2 separate regions of the Capsicum annuum genome follow, and region 1 is linked to region 2. The links are chromatin contacts, called in public Hi-C maps. All regions are on one chromosome and are shown on one strand. The core of a region is the stretch at or near the end of the contact, and the rest is flanking DNA. Distances in the headings are between cores, read along the strand shown. Region 1 has its middle 5.3 kb from the start of LOC124886165. Region 2 has its middle 5.1 kb from the start of LOC124885500.

Region 1 (6,314 bases), core at 1,940-4,439, 73 kb before region 2:
ATATATATTCAATGACAAATATGTTTGGTCCGCTATATGAATTCTTATTCTTATTATCATATAAATCGATGATAAGGTCAAAATGTTTCTAGAAAAGCAACAAAAACACACCCAGTAAAATCTTATAAGTGATATATGGAAAGGATAAAGTGTACGTATATTACACCACTACCTCGGAGAGATAATAAGGTTGTTTCCGAAAATGAAAAGACCCTCGACTCAAGTGTAGCATTTCTAGAAAAACAATAAGTTTGAAATTATATTAACATGTCCCAATTAGTAGATATCCATCTATATGAATATTTTTCTCTATTATACTCTATTTTTAATCAAGTCTGCATTGATTTTATGAAATTGCAAGTTATTCAAGATAATTTTTTTTCATATGATTTTAGGTCAATATTATCATCTTTTAATATCTTCACTCACTATAGTTTATTGTCAAGTGTATATGTACGTTGATATAGGATATTATCAAACTATCTCAATTATTTTTCAATATATGCTACTTGCACCTTCTCGAACATGTGGTACATATATTATATGTACACACCACATGTTAAAGTATAATCTTGTACAAATGACCTTATATTTAGTTATTTTATATGGTCTATATTTCATTTAGGACCATCCTAAAGCTTTAGATTAGAACAATGAGTAATTGTAATTAACTTCAAGATTAAGTTTGAAAAGCATAGCTAGTAACAAGTCACAACATGAGGAAATGATGCTAACTTCTAGATAGAATAAAATTCAATGTTGACAACTAATTAGTAAAAGGTATACTAGGGTCCTTTTAACATCTCGAAACTAAAACACCTTTTCAAAATTTAAAAAATACACATAGTATTAACTTTTTTATCCCACAATAGAAGAGTAAGATTTGTATACATACTATATATTATCTTTTCGAGATCTCACTTATGAGATTTTAAAAGATACATCCTCCATTCCACAATATTTATCGCAATTTCTTTTTTGAGAGTCCTCAAATAATATGAACTTAGACGAATATTTTGAAATGTACTTATACACTGTATAGATATGAGAAAAATTATAATTATAGTACTTCTTGTATAGGTTTTAAATATTTAACTTTTAATTTTAAAATATCAAAAATAATTCGACCTAAAATAGCTTTAAAAATTAATTAAATTAATTTTGAAAAAGGTGAAACATGACTATTATTTTAAAATGGAAGAAGTATGTTATTGGTATGGTAAAAAACACAAATAATATGCTCTTTTATTTTTTTATTTTTTTTGAGAAGAAACAATAGACAGAGACATTTATGTTGTCAATGCCACAAAGAAACCATTCAAAAATGAAATGAAGAAAAATCATAAAGGTAAAGTCAAAATTAGTGTGTGCTTTTAATTTATGTTAAATCATTTGTTTAATGTTTCAATGGGGTCGTCTATTTATCTTATACTAAATAAATTAACAACTTTTTGACGGTGGATATCTTAACTTCTCATTTGATTAAAGAAGTAACCTCAAAATAATCTTAATCATCAAATACATTCATATAAAATCAAATAAATAAATAACTTGTGGTTCACGATTGAAGTGATAAATATAATTTCTTCAAATTTAATCAAATATTCTAGTTTGAGTTTTAGTTGAAAATGAAGTCATTTTCGTTAGAGAATGCATTATTCCACAAAGTGAAATTTTTCGATGTAAATTTAAATTTAATCAAATTTCAATTCAAATATCAAACGATACACACTAATTGAAAAAATAAAAAATAAAAACTTGTGATTCATGTAACCAGGACTATTTTTTATTTGTTTGTTGCTCAATTATTGGTTCAGATCTCTCCTTAGGTTTGCTTAAGTTTAAAAAGGAATAATACAATTGCCCACCACGCATAAAGAATACTTGAATATTTAATCATGTAAGTGTCTTAATTTTTTTTTTATAATATTCCTTTATTAAAAAGATGCTGATTTTTGTTCTCTATGTCTCAAGAATTTTTTTACCCTATTAATTATTAGCTAATCAATTTTTAAACACAATTTCAATTCATTAATATTTGATTAATTTCAATTTAAAATAATTTTTGGTTCAACTTCAACTCAAATACTCCTCCAAATGCCTACTGTTCCTATCATTTTAGTGAATTTCTAATTTTCTAGATACCACTATTAGGGGAATAGATAAGTTGAGTAAAATGTAGACTAATTAAAATAAAGTGAATCAATAAAGAAATTATTGTTTAATCCTATTTGAAATTTATATTAGGAAAACTGAGTTAAGTGAAGATGAGCTAAACTATAAGTCATAGCCCAACTTATCCAATTTAATTCATCACTTTTACAATTGCAAACTTATGTTTAGTTATCGATTTATATAACAGAAACTTATAACATAAATAGATTTAACTACACTATTATTCCACATCAAGACTCAAGACAAAGTAGGTGGTACAAAAAATTTGAATTACACTTTCTTGATTTATGATTAAACATTTTCATGAATCAAAATTAGATACACAGTGATTCTACTTGGACCACTGATTTTGATAGGTTAAGTTGTGTATAAAGCCGTATAACCTATTAAAAATTGAATGATTAAATGAGTTAGATAAGTCAAGATCAATTTTATCACCCATAAAAAAAATAAGTAAAAACTACATAAATTTTAATCCTTTTGGAGCTAATTACTCTTTTAGCTTTTTTCAAAATCATAAAAAATAAATTATTTAGTCTACACAGATATATTATTTAATTTTATACGGATACATTATATTCTTTCGAATATATCATTTAATTTTATGAATATATTACATTTTTTTAAATACATCATTTAATTTTTCATAAATCATCACATTCTTTAGTGATGTATCCTTACTTTTAAGTAAGATCAGATATTTATATAATTATATAAAAGCATTGAAATTCTAATAGTTATAATAAATTAAGTTGTAATATAAGTATAATTTTTTTAAATAATAATACAAATAAAAAGAAAAGGCTTAAACCCATATTGACATTTTTCTAATATTTTATTTGAAGTGTCCATATGAAAGCACAATCATCATATCCATGAAATGTTAAAAATCCTAAAAATAGCAAGACCACCATTATATAACTCAAATTTTAATTACCAAATCAAGAAAACAGTGTCCTCTCCCCCCCGCCGACACCCCACCCCACCCCACTCTTCTTTTTGTTTTAAAACACAAGATTGATTATTAGAAGGTACATGCTCGTACAATGTAGTCAGTAGTTTCACTAAAGTGCACATGTAAGTTGTGAATTTGTGAACCCGGAATAAAAATATACCCTACAACTAAAAATAGAATTAAAGTATGTCATATAAAAACAAACATCAAAATAGACGTTGTGACCTTAATAAATGCATAATGCCTTTAAATTTGTAACGACAGCCGTCTGACGACGTTAAAAAAGTGAGAATTCACATTATGCATTTAATAAGTGCACAATCCATTTTTTTATCATCCATTTTTTTGTGAATTGTACACTTAGAAAGTGCACTTATTAATTAATATTGTGCACTTTTTAAGTGCACAATTCATTTTTTTTGGATTGTTTACTTATTAATTCACATTGTGCACTTATTTTGTTCTATTTCGTTTTATCTGGTTTAATTTTTTCGGTTCAAGTTTTATAATGAAATTGCACTTAACGTCGAGTTTGGATTAATTAAAGAATCACAACAAACATTAAGAGATCAAATTCATTTTTTCCTTTTAATCAAAAACTTTTTTTCTTTTAATCAAAAACTTACATATTATTTTGAAAAATATTTTCTTGAATGCACCCTGAGTTCACCAAAAATTCATTATCATTATCATTAAAACAAACTCTGGTCATCTTAGATAAAGTATAGACAAGCCAAATATATTTTTTCCGTAATAAAACAACGTAACAATAATGTACGTGGCGAAAATTCAAGGACTAACCTATTGTGAATAGATTAGAGTAGATCCAGAAAGTGTTTTTTTAAGATAAAATTAGTTATCCTTATAATCTTTCTTTTTTCTTCTCGAAATTCTAATAAATTTCCAGAGCTTATATCTTCCGAAAATAATATTTATATCTTAATAGGGGTAATGAAGCACAATCCATTTTTTTTTTTTTTGATTGTGCACTTATTAAATGCACAATTCATTAAAAAATGGATTGTGCACTTAATAAGTGCACAGTTTATTAAAAATGGATTGTGCACTTATTAAGTGCACAATCCATAAAAAAAATGGATTGTGCACTTAATAAGTGCACAATGTGAATTCTCATTTTTTTAACGCCGTCAGACTACTGCCGTTATAAATTTAAAGGCATTGTGCATTTATTAAGTGCACAAAGCCTATTTTGATATTTTTTTTTTATTTAACATACTTTGATTCTTTTTTTAGTTGTAGGGTATATTTTAGTTTCGGATTCTAAATTTGTCTTTCTATGATCAGCCGTGTACAACTAGTTTTTACTACATCTCAAACTTTTGGGTCCCACTCTCCCTCTCCATATATACTTTTTAATTTTTTTGAAAGTCAAATTAGATAAATCTTGATTATATTATTTTTTCATCAAATTAATATAAAAAGAATTTCAGTTTTATTTTACTCTTTATATTTTGTTACATTGAGTTGAGGATTTTTTGAAAATAACTTCTCAATTTGCACGAGATAGTAATAATGTCTGCATACACTCTATATTCTCTGCAGACCTGACTTGTGAGATTTCACTGTGAATATACGGTTGCTACACTTCATATTATTTTTTGAGAATCTAAAATACTCCCCTGTCTAATTTTATGCGGCAACATTTGAAATGACACAAATTTAAGAAGAAGAAAAAAGTCTATTAAAATTTGAGGTCTAAAATAATTTTTAGATATTTGTATGGTTGTAAATTATTTTATTAATTAAGATTAAAAGGCAAGTTTAAAGATAAATTGTTTTTATTTATTGCAAAGTGCTATTCTTTTTAAGACGAACAAAAATGAAAAGAATATTATGTAAATTAGGATGAATGAGTATAATTTTAAAATATGAAATTAATTATTGTTTCACTAAAATTGATATAAAAGAATTTCAACTCATACTATTTTTCATCTTGTTTGAATATCTAAATTTTAATTATAATAATAGATTAATTAATTCAATTTAACATGAAAAATTAATGAGATTTCTGTCGAAAAACTAAACACAAGTATTTTGAGATGATGAAAGTAGTATAATAAAAAAAAATTTACATTTAGCGTACGCTTTCCGTATTCTGACAACTTTTGGATTAGTTAAATGGGAGAATTTTACTGCCACTTTTATTTTTAAAAATCTTTTTTACTGGGCTTAGTGAAGCTAAAAAATTAATGGGAAAAGAACTCTATAGCACTTTTCAAAATAAATAGCTCAAGTTTGAAAATTTTTCAAAAAATGGTTAGTCAGATATACTATTTCTGCTTTATAGTCATTTTCTAATTTGGGTCATTTTGGCCTACGTAGTCCATATACAGTCTATATACAATACTGATACAATATTCAACTTGGGCAATTTGATCCTTTTAAAAATATTTCAATTTTGTTTGCTATAAATTTTTTAACTGATCAAATATTCTACTTTTTTTTTCATTGTTTAGAAATAATAATTAAATTACATAAAAACGATATAATTGTTAAATAGAATATGTATTTATATAAGATATATGTATAAAAATTGCATAGTTCTATCAAATATGTATATGCATAAAATATATATAAAAAATATATAGAAAGTGTATGAAAATTATATAATTGTTTTATAAAACATGTAAAAAAAAAGTACAGTTATTATATAAATTGTGTATCAAAATTGTATAATTTTCTTATAGAATATTTATATGTATAAGATTTGTATAGAAACTGTATAGAAGCTGTGTAGAAACGGTATGAAACAAGTCAGTAAACTGAAATGGTTAGAAAGTGAAATTTAAATTCTATGGTCATTTTCATGGAAATAATTTAATTTGAAGTGTCGTTTCTGTCATTTTCTCATTAATTAATTGAAAATGTAAATATATTATTTTTAGTTTGTTAAGAAAATAATACTACTAACATATTCTTATATCTAAAAATAAATTTTATTTTATATTTAATGCAATGATTTATATAGTATTAAGATTTGTTCTGATTTATTTATCATTATAATATTTTTTAAGATAATTTTTTTTTTACAATTTTTTTTCTTATATAATGACGCAATAGCATCAATAATCTCGTATTGAGGTTAGAAAGTTTTATTTAGAAGAAAAGATATTTTAATGATAATTTTTTTTAATATATTAGTAGATTGCTCATTTCCTATTGC
Region 2 (6,605 bases), core at 412-2,911:
TTTGATAGTGATTAATATTTATAATTTCATTCAAATTGAGTAAATTGAGAAATTATGATAGGTTTGGTCGAAAATAAAGTTGAAAAGTGAATATTCAAACCTATGAAGGACTAAACCATTTATTCAAAAAAATAATATACAATAAGATTCATTAATATTTGTTGGTCCATTATCATAAGAGAATAAGTGAACATTGTGAAATCGTGCAAACATGTTAGGACCTTAGATAATGTTATAAGTTATTTGTTAAAAAAATGGTAATAAAAAAATATGAGAGAGAAAAAATTGACTTTTATTGAGACTTTGCTCAAAATATTTGCCTTGGCAAAAATATTTTAAATTTATAAAAAATATACTATGACTAAGATCGTGCAAAGAAATACAAAATCTACTTTATTTTTTTAACCAAATTAAGAAGTACGTCACTTAACTAATAATAATTATGTTAAATATGCATTTTCTTTTATAATTATATGATTTTCTTACAAAATAAATCAGAATAGATCACAATATTATCTAATATTCTTAAATAATTATATGACAATATAATATTATTTGCACGCAGATATTAATTTTCGATAAAAATGTTTAAGTTTTACGTAACTAATGATACTAAGTTCAATATTTTAATAGTTATTTTTCATATTGCATAAATTTATTAATTTCAAATATGTGAATGATATTGAATAAACTTTTTATTATATAAAATCAATAAGATAATAATTTCTATAATTAATTTCATTTAATATCGACCGCGCATCACGCGGGTACTAATACTAGTTAATTAAATATTTGTAATAAAACCTTTCCTTATTAGAAGTCATCAAAATTTATGACAACTAATACCTTTTTCATTAGTTTAAGAATTCTAAATCAAGTAAAACTGATTTTAAGAAGATTTGAAAAATCTAAAAATAAATATAAAAGCATTAGAATAAGAACAATGTAAAAAGTACCAAAATTTTAAAAGTTTTGAGTAAATAATTGAAGATTTTCTAAAGATTCAACTTTAAAAATAAGAAAATATTTTAAATATAAGAAAATAACCGTAGTACAAATATGGTTCAAATCGATGCATCTCTCTTAGTTTCTAACAACAAGAAAAAGAGGTATTGACAAATGCAAAGGTGAGGATCCATTAACCACTTAAAACTTCTGGTGGTAAGATATATATGTACTTACAATAAAATATATGTTATGTTTACATTATTATATTAAAGTGTGAAGGATCTTTGAGAAGTGATCTGAACTTTTTATACTTCATTAAAAATCTTTGCAATAGACAAAATCGTCTAATTTTAAATAATCAAAGGCTACACGTGCTAGGCACGTGCCGTTGAATTAGTAATATTAAAAATATGATCTTTACCCGTTTTAAAATTTAATTACTTACATTATTTTTAATCATGTAAATAATTATAAGATTTAACATATAATAATAAGCTCTAATGATTGCCTTCTTTTTTTCTACAGGCTTTAATTGTTATCGTGCACACAAAATTTGATCAATAAGTCTTTTAAGCGATAATTTAATTTCTTTTACTAAATTTATTTTCTCTGCAATGATCAAATTTATTCAATGGAGTGTTACGTACATGTGCTTTGGATAATGATAAATTTACGGTACAAATAGTTATTGCTATCATATTACAGTTGACCAGAAACTCACAAATAGTTGTTGCTATCATATTACAGTTGACCAGAAACTCTATGTCATATTTGATGGGTGTCTATGTCTTGTCTATGTTTATTTTAAAAGATTAGATTTTATCATGATCAGTTTGGTCACTCTCTTTCTATTCTATTAATTTTTATTGTCAAGAAGTTGAAGGCTTGGAATTACAGTATAAGATGTTTTGTTTTTTTCTCCTCACAATTATGCCTTTAAGTTAAATATAGTCAGACTTAAATTTATTTAAAATCTCAATTAGAAATTCCTTAGTAGTCTTGTTTGTTACGATAAATCACCTTTGCTTTGTTTTAATGACTATTCTGTTCCTGTATCCATATTGAGCTGTCTTTTTCTCAAAACTATCTGCTAAGATTCAAAGTCTTATTTTTCTTCTCACATCCTTGGCTGATTTAACTGTCCAACTCCAACTATCACAATTGAGTCGTTAAGAAGAGTTTGATTTATGAAAGGTTAAATTCTTTTTTATTTATGAATCTTAATTTTGTAATTTGAAGTTTTTATGTGTAATTTAGTTTTAATATTGTTGCACGCCCGTAGTATGTTTATTTTCATAAATTTATAATTTTTCATACAAGTGCATTAGATAGGAGGGTGTGAAGGTCATAGATTAGGGTAGAAGGTTAGTAGGTGGTTATATTTTGACTTATTTTTTGGTAGGTTTAGATTTAGTGGGAGTCTGACGAGAGTTTGAGAGCATTGTGTCTGTCGTAAATTTAACTTTATATATGTATTTTCTTGCTTTTGATGTCTATTACCCTCTATTATATATTATGTTTTAGTTACCACATTATTTCATGTATTATTTCTCTGAACACTATCCATTGTTTTTCTTACTAAATGACATGTTTTCTTCATTGTTGTATTTTCTTTTCGTAATATTTTCTTAATATGGGGTACGAACATTGATATCTTTATTGCAGTAAATTCTTGAAGAAGAGAAAAGAATTGTTTTATTGTTAGGAATTTTAATAAATCCTCCACCACACTGTTGCCTAGATTTTTCAAGCACAGTAGTTTCTTCAGTCTCATTCAACAATTTAAAAGATATGTTTGATCTTTTTACTTTTAATCCATATCTAATAATGCTATCCTGATCTAGATTATGGATATCTATTGAGAATGGTCTCTCTATCCATTTGAGGCAGTGATAAAACATGTGTTATATTGAAAATTATCTTGAGTCTGAAAGCATAACTTTTGAATCCTAATTTTATAAGTTAGCCGGTGGTTTATCAGAAAAAGTCTCTCTACTACAAAGATATTTATAAGGTATGCATACATCAATAATTTCATTTATGAAGAGATATATTGTAATATTTATCACGTTTATTTTTATCATTTAAATGAATCTTGCTTTTGTTTTAATGTCAATTGCTATATAAGTTCATATAATTTGTTATTTTTATACAATATTTATTCATAACATTTAAATAGATATAACAATCATGTTAACATCTATTTGCATATTTTAATAATTTATATATATATATATATATATATATATTATAGAGAGGCTTCTATGTAGATACACATCAAATCTTTATACAGTAAAATAATCTGATCTACAACTCTTATCATCAGGGTTGTCTTGAAATTCATCGTTTAGATGTGACTAAATTTCAAACACAAGTAAATTTGTTCAAGATTGCTTTTCATCTTTCATTGTATGTTATGAACACTATATCCTTCAGAGGTACTTTGATACTATGAATAAAATATAAAATTGACGAATTTGGTGTTGCTCACGTAAGCCATGAAGATAAAACGAGTAAGACACCTGTTCCAAGGAAAAAAAAAGAGATTTCTATTATGATTGTATTCTATTTTCACTTTATCAATCTATGAGACGGTGGTATAGAGTAGGAATAAATCAGTTGAAATAACTGTTTCATAAATAATTATTTTATCACAATTAAGGCATCACGGTGCAAAGTAAGAATAAATCAGTTGATATGATTGTGTCATAAATAATTATTTTTGTTGTGATTATGGGTATGAATTTTCTAGTATTATATTCAAAGAGGGATGTAGAGTATGGTATAAGGTACATCTAAATTTTACTTCCTCTATTTCAAAAAGAATAAACTATTTTTCTTTTTATCTGTTTAAAAAAGAATGATTCCTTTTTTTTTTTGGCAATACTTTAATTTTAACTTTCCACATATCATGTTTATGACCACAAGATTAAATAACATTTTGGTACATTTGACACTACTTTAATTTAAGGCCACAAGATTTAAAAGTCTTCTTTATTTTCTTAAACTTTGTGTCAAGTTAAAGTAGATCATTCTTTTTTAAACGGAGAAAATAACAAATTTAAATTTCTCACTTTATTAATAAGAACTGGATTGCAAATACAACAATCAAAAAAAATTGAACTACATCAAAAATATAAAATTGCTCAATGAAAGAAATAAGAATGGGGATGACAAACTTATACTTTGACAATGAAAATGACAAGAATCAAACTCTTTTCTCGATAAATACATAATGCCTGAATCACATACCATTATCCCTTTTGATGGAATCGTCCTCAAGCCCACTACTCTAACCTGGATTTGGTTCTATTGCTTATTCTCAGATCAATAGTTGTTGTTAACCCAGTAACCTTGGTATCATAACATGAACTCAGTACGCTTAATATGGAGTATGATAGTTGTACTTATGAGCGAACGACATGATTAAGTTTAAAATATGATACTTGTATAACCTTGGTATCAAACGACATGATTAAGTTCAAAGTATGATACTTGTGTAACCTTGATATCAAACGACATGATAGTTGCGCTTATGAGCAATATAATATCTTTCCCGAAATTTAAGTTCAAAATATGATCAATTTGAATTATTTCGAGTTCATTGTGTACTACAATACACACACCAGGACACTTTAACTTAGTTATAGTTTTAGTTGGTGCTGACATAATTAATTTGCTCGATGCAAGTTGATAGACATTGATACCGTACCACGTCCCCTCCCATATTGGGACATGATACGAGAGCCCACCAGTTATACTGGCAATCAGATCTATTCCTCACGCAAATGTTCTTGCCATATATAATTAGACTAGTGGCGATAGGCTCGTGCTGAGCACGGGCCCAACATGTTAAGATTATACTTTTTAAATTATTATGAAAACACTGAAATAAATCATCAAAAAAAGTATTGATCTATTTATATATAATATGACTGTATTTAGAAATTTAATCCCAGTTTATATTCTCCCGGAAATTTTACCACCTAAAATTTAGATCTTTCATTAATTGTTAAGGAAATATATTTATAATTTATACATGAAGTGGCATAAAAAAAAATAGTTTTAAATAATGTAAGTTTTTAATTATTCTGATTTACAATACTTCTTCTTCTGTTTCAATTTAAGTAACACTAATATAATTTCGAGAGTCAAGTAAATATCACGATTGAAATAACGAAGTAGACATGTCTCAAAAGACTCATAATAACTAACTAGAAGTAATATAGCAAATTGCCATAAAAATACTTGTGAAAATAATTTAAGCGGCCTCATATAAGATGTCAAGTTAATTTAAAGCATCAAACGTTAATTTTTTATTTTATTTCTATTTTATCTTTTTTATTAAATATTATTGATATTTTAATACTTAGATGACTTATAATAATTAATTAGAGGTGATATAGTAAAATTACCGTTGAAGTAGCTGCAACAGACATGTCATAAATGTCTATTTTACTTTTTTATTAAATATTATTAATTTTCTAATACGTAAATGACATATAATAATTAATTAGGGGTGATACAGAAAAATCATGGAGCAAGCAATGGTCGGCAAACATGTCGACTACCGAAACAAAAAGTAGTTTAAAAATTAAAATCTAATTTCCTTGTTTACGTATTTTATTCTTCATTTATTTGTACCTAATAAAAATTGATATTTGATCATTCAGATCTTAGCTCGTAACTATGTATTTAATTTTTTATTTGGATCTAATCATTTAGATCTCAGTAGATGTACTACTTTCATATTTTCTTTTTGACACAGATATTACTATTGCAAAACACTTCATCCTAACATTTTTAATTTATATTTTTTTAATCTATTTTATTCTTGTTATTGAATATTATTTATAATCTAATACTTAAATGACTTGTAATAACTATTTAGAAGTGATATAATAAAATTATTATAAAAAATACTTGTGAAAAAATTTAAGTGAACCTCATATAAGTCATCAAGTAAGTTAATTTAAAACATCAATATTTAACTAATCAGAAGCGATATAGTAAAATTACTATAAAAAGTACTTGTGAAATTTTTTTTTAAGTGGATCACATATAAGTCGTCAAGTTAATTTAAAACGTCAAGAGTTAACTTATGATTTTGTTTCTATTTTATCTTTTTTTTTTTATAAAATATTATCAATTTTTTATTGCTTAGATGATCTATAATAATTAATTAGGGGTGATACAATAAAATCACGATTGGAGCAGTTGAACCAGACATATTATGAATGTTTATTATACCTTTTTAGTTAGATACTATTAATTTTCTAATACATAAATGACTTATAATATTTAATTAGGAATGATAGAGTAAAATCACGGTTGAAGCAGCTGAAGCAGACATGTCATAAATATCTATTTACTTTTTAAAATTAAATATTATTAATTTTTAATACGTAAATGACTTATAATAATTAATTAAGGATGATATCGTAAAATCACGATTGAAACAGTTGAAGCAGACATGTCATAAGTATCTACTTTACTTTTTTAATTAAATATTATTAATTTTCTAATGCATAAATGACTTATAATAATTAATTAAGGATGATATAGTAAAATCACGATTGAAGCTGCTGAAGCAGACATGTCGTCCCAAGCTGCCTACTTCAGCAACTACATTGTCACTTATATATTAGTAATAGGAA

Evidence for each region. A called contact is a pair of places that touch in the nucleus more often than the background predicts.
Region 1: a contact with region 2 is called in a Hi-C map of placenta, with 3 times the contacts expected there. The contact joins two enhancer-like sites. A contact is called at or near these places in 2 of 5 Hi-C or Micro-C datasets (leaf and placenta).

What each region holds. Positions count from the first base shown.
Region 1 is chr7:19,758,331-19,764,644 of UCD10Xv1.1, reverse strand. No RefSeq gene overlaps it. Among protein-coding and RNA genes, the nearest start is that of LOC124886165, 5.3 kb to the left of the region's middle. Within about 2 kb of position 3,189, at least 1 of the 5 cell types and tissues checked has an H3K27ac peak or open chromatin away from gene starts, as enhancers often do.
Region 2 is chr7:19,683,982-19,690,586 of UCD10Xv1.1, reverse strand. No RefSeq gene overlaps it. Among protein-coding and RNA genes, the nearest start is that of LOC124885500, 5.1 kb to the right of the region's middle. Within about 2 kb of position 1,661, at least 1 of the 5 cell types and tissues checked has an H3K27ac peak or open chromatin away from gene starts, as enhancers often do.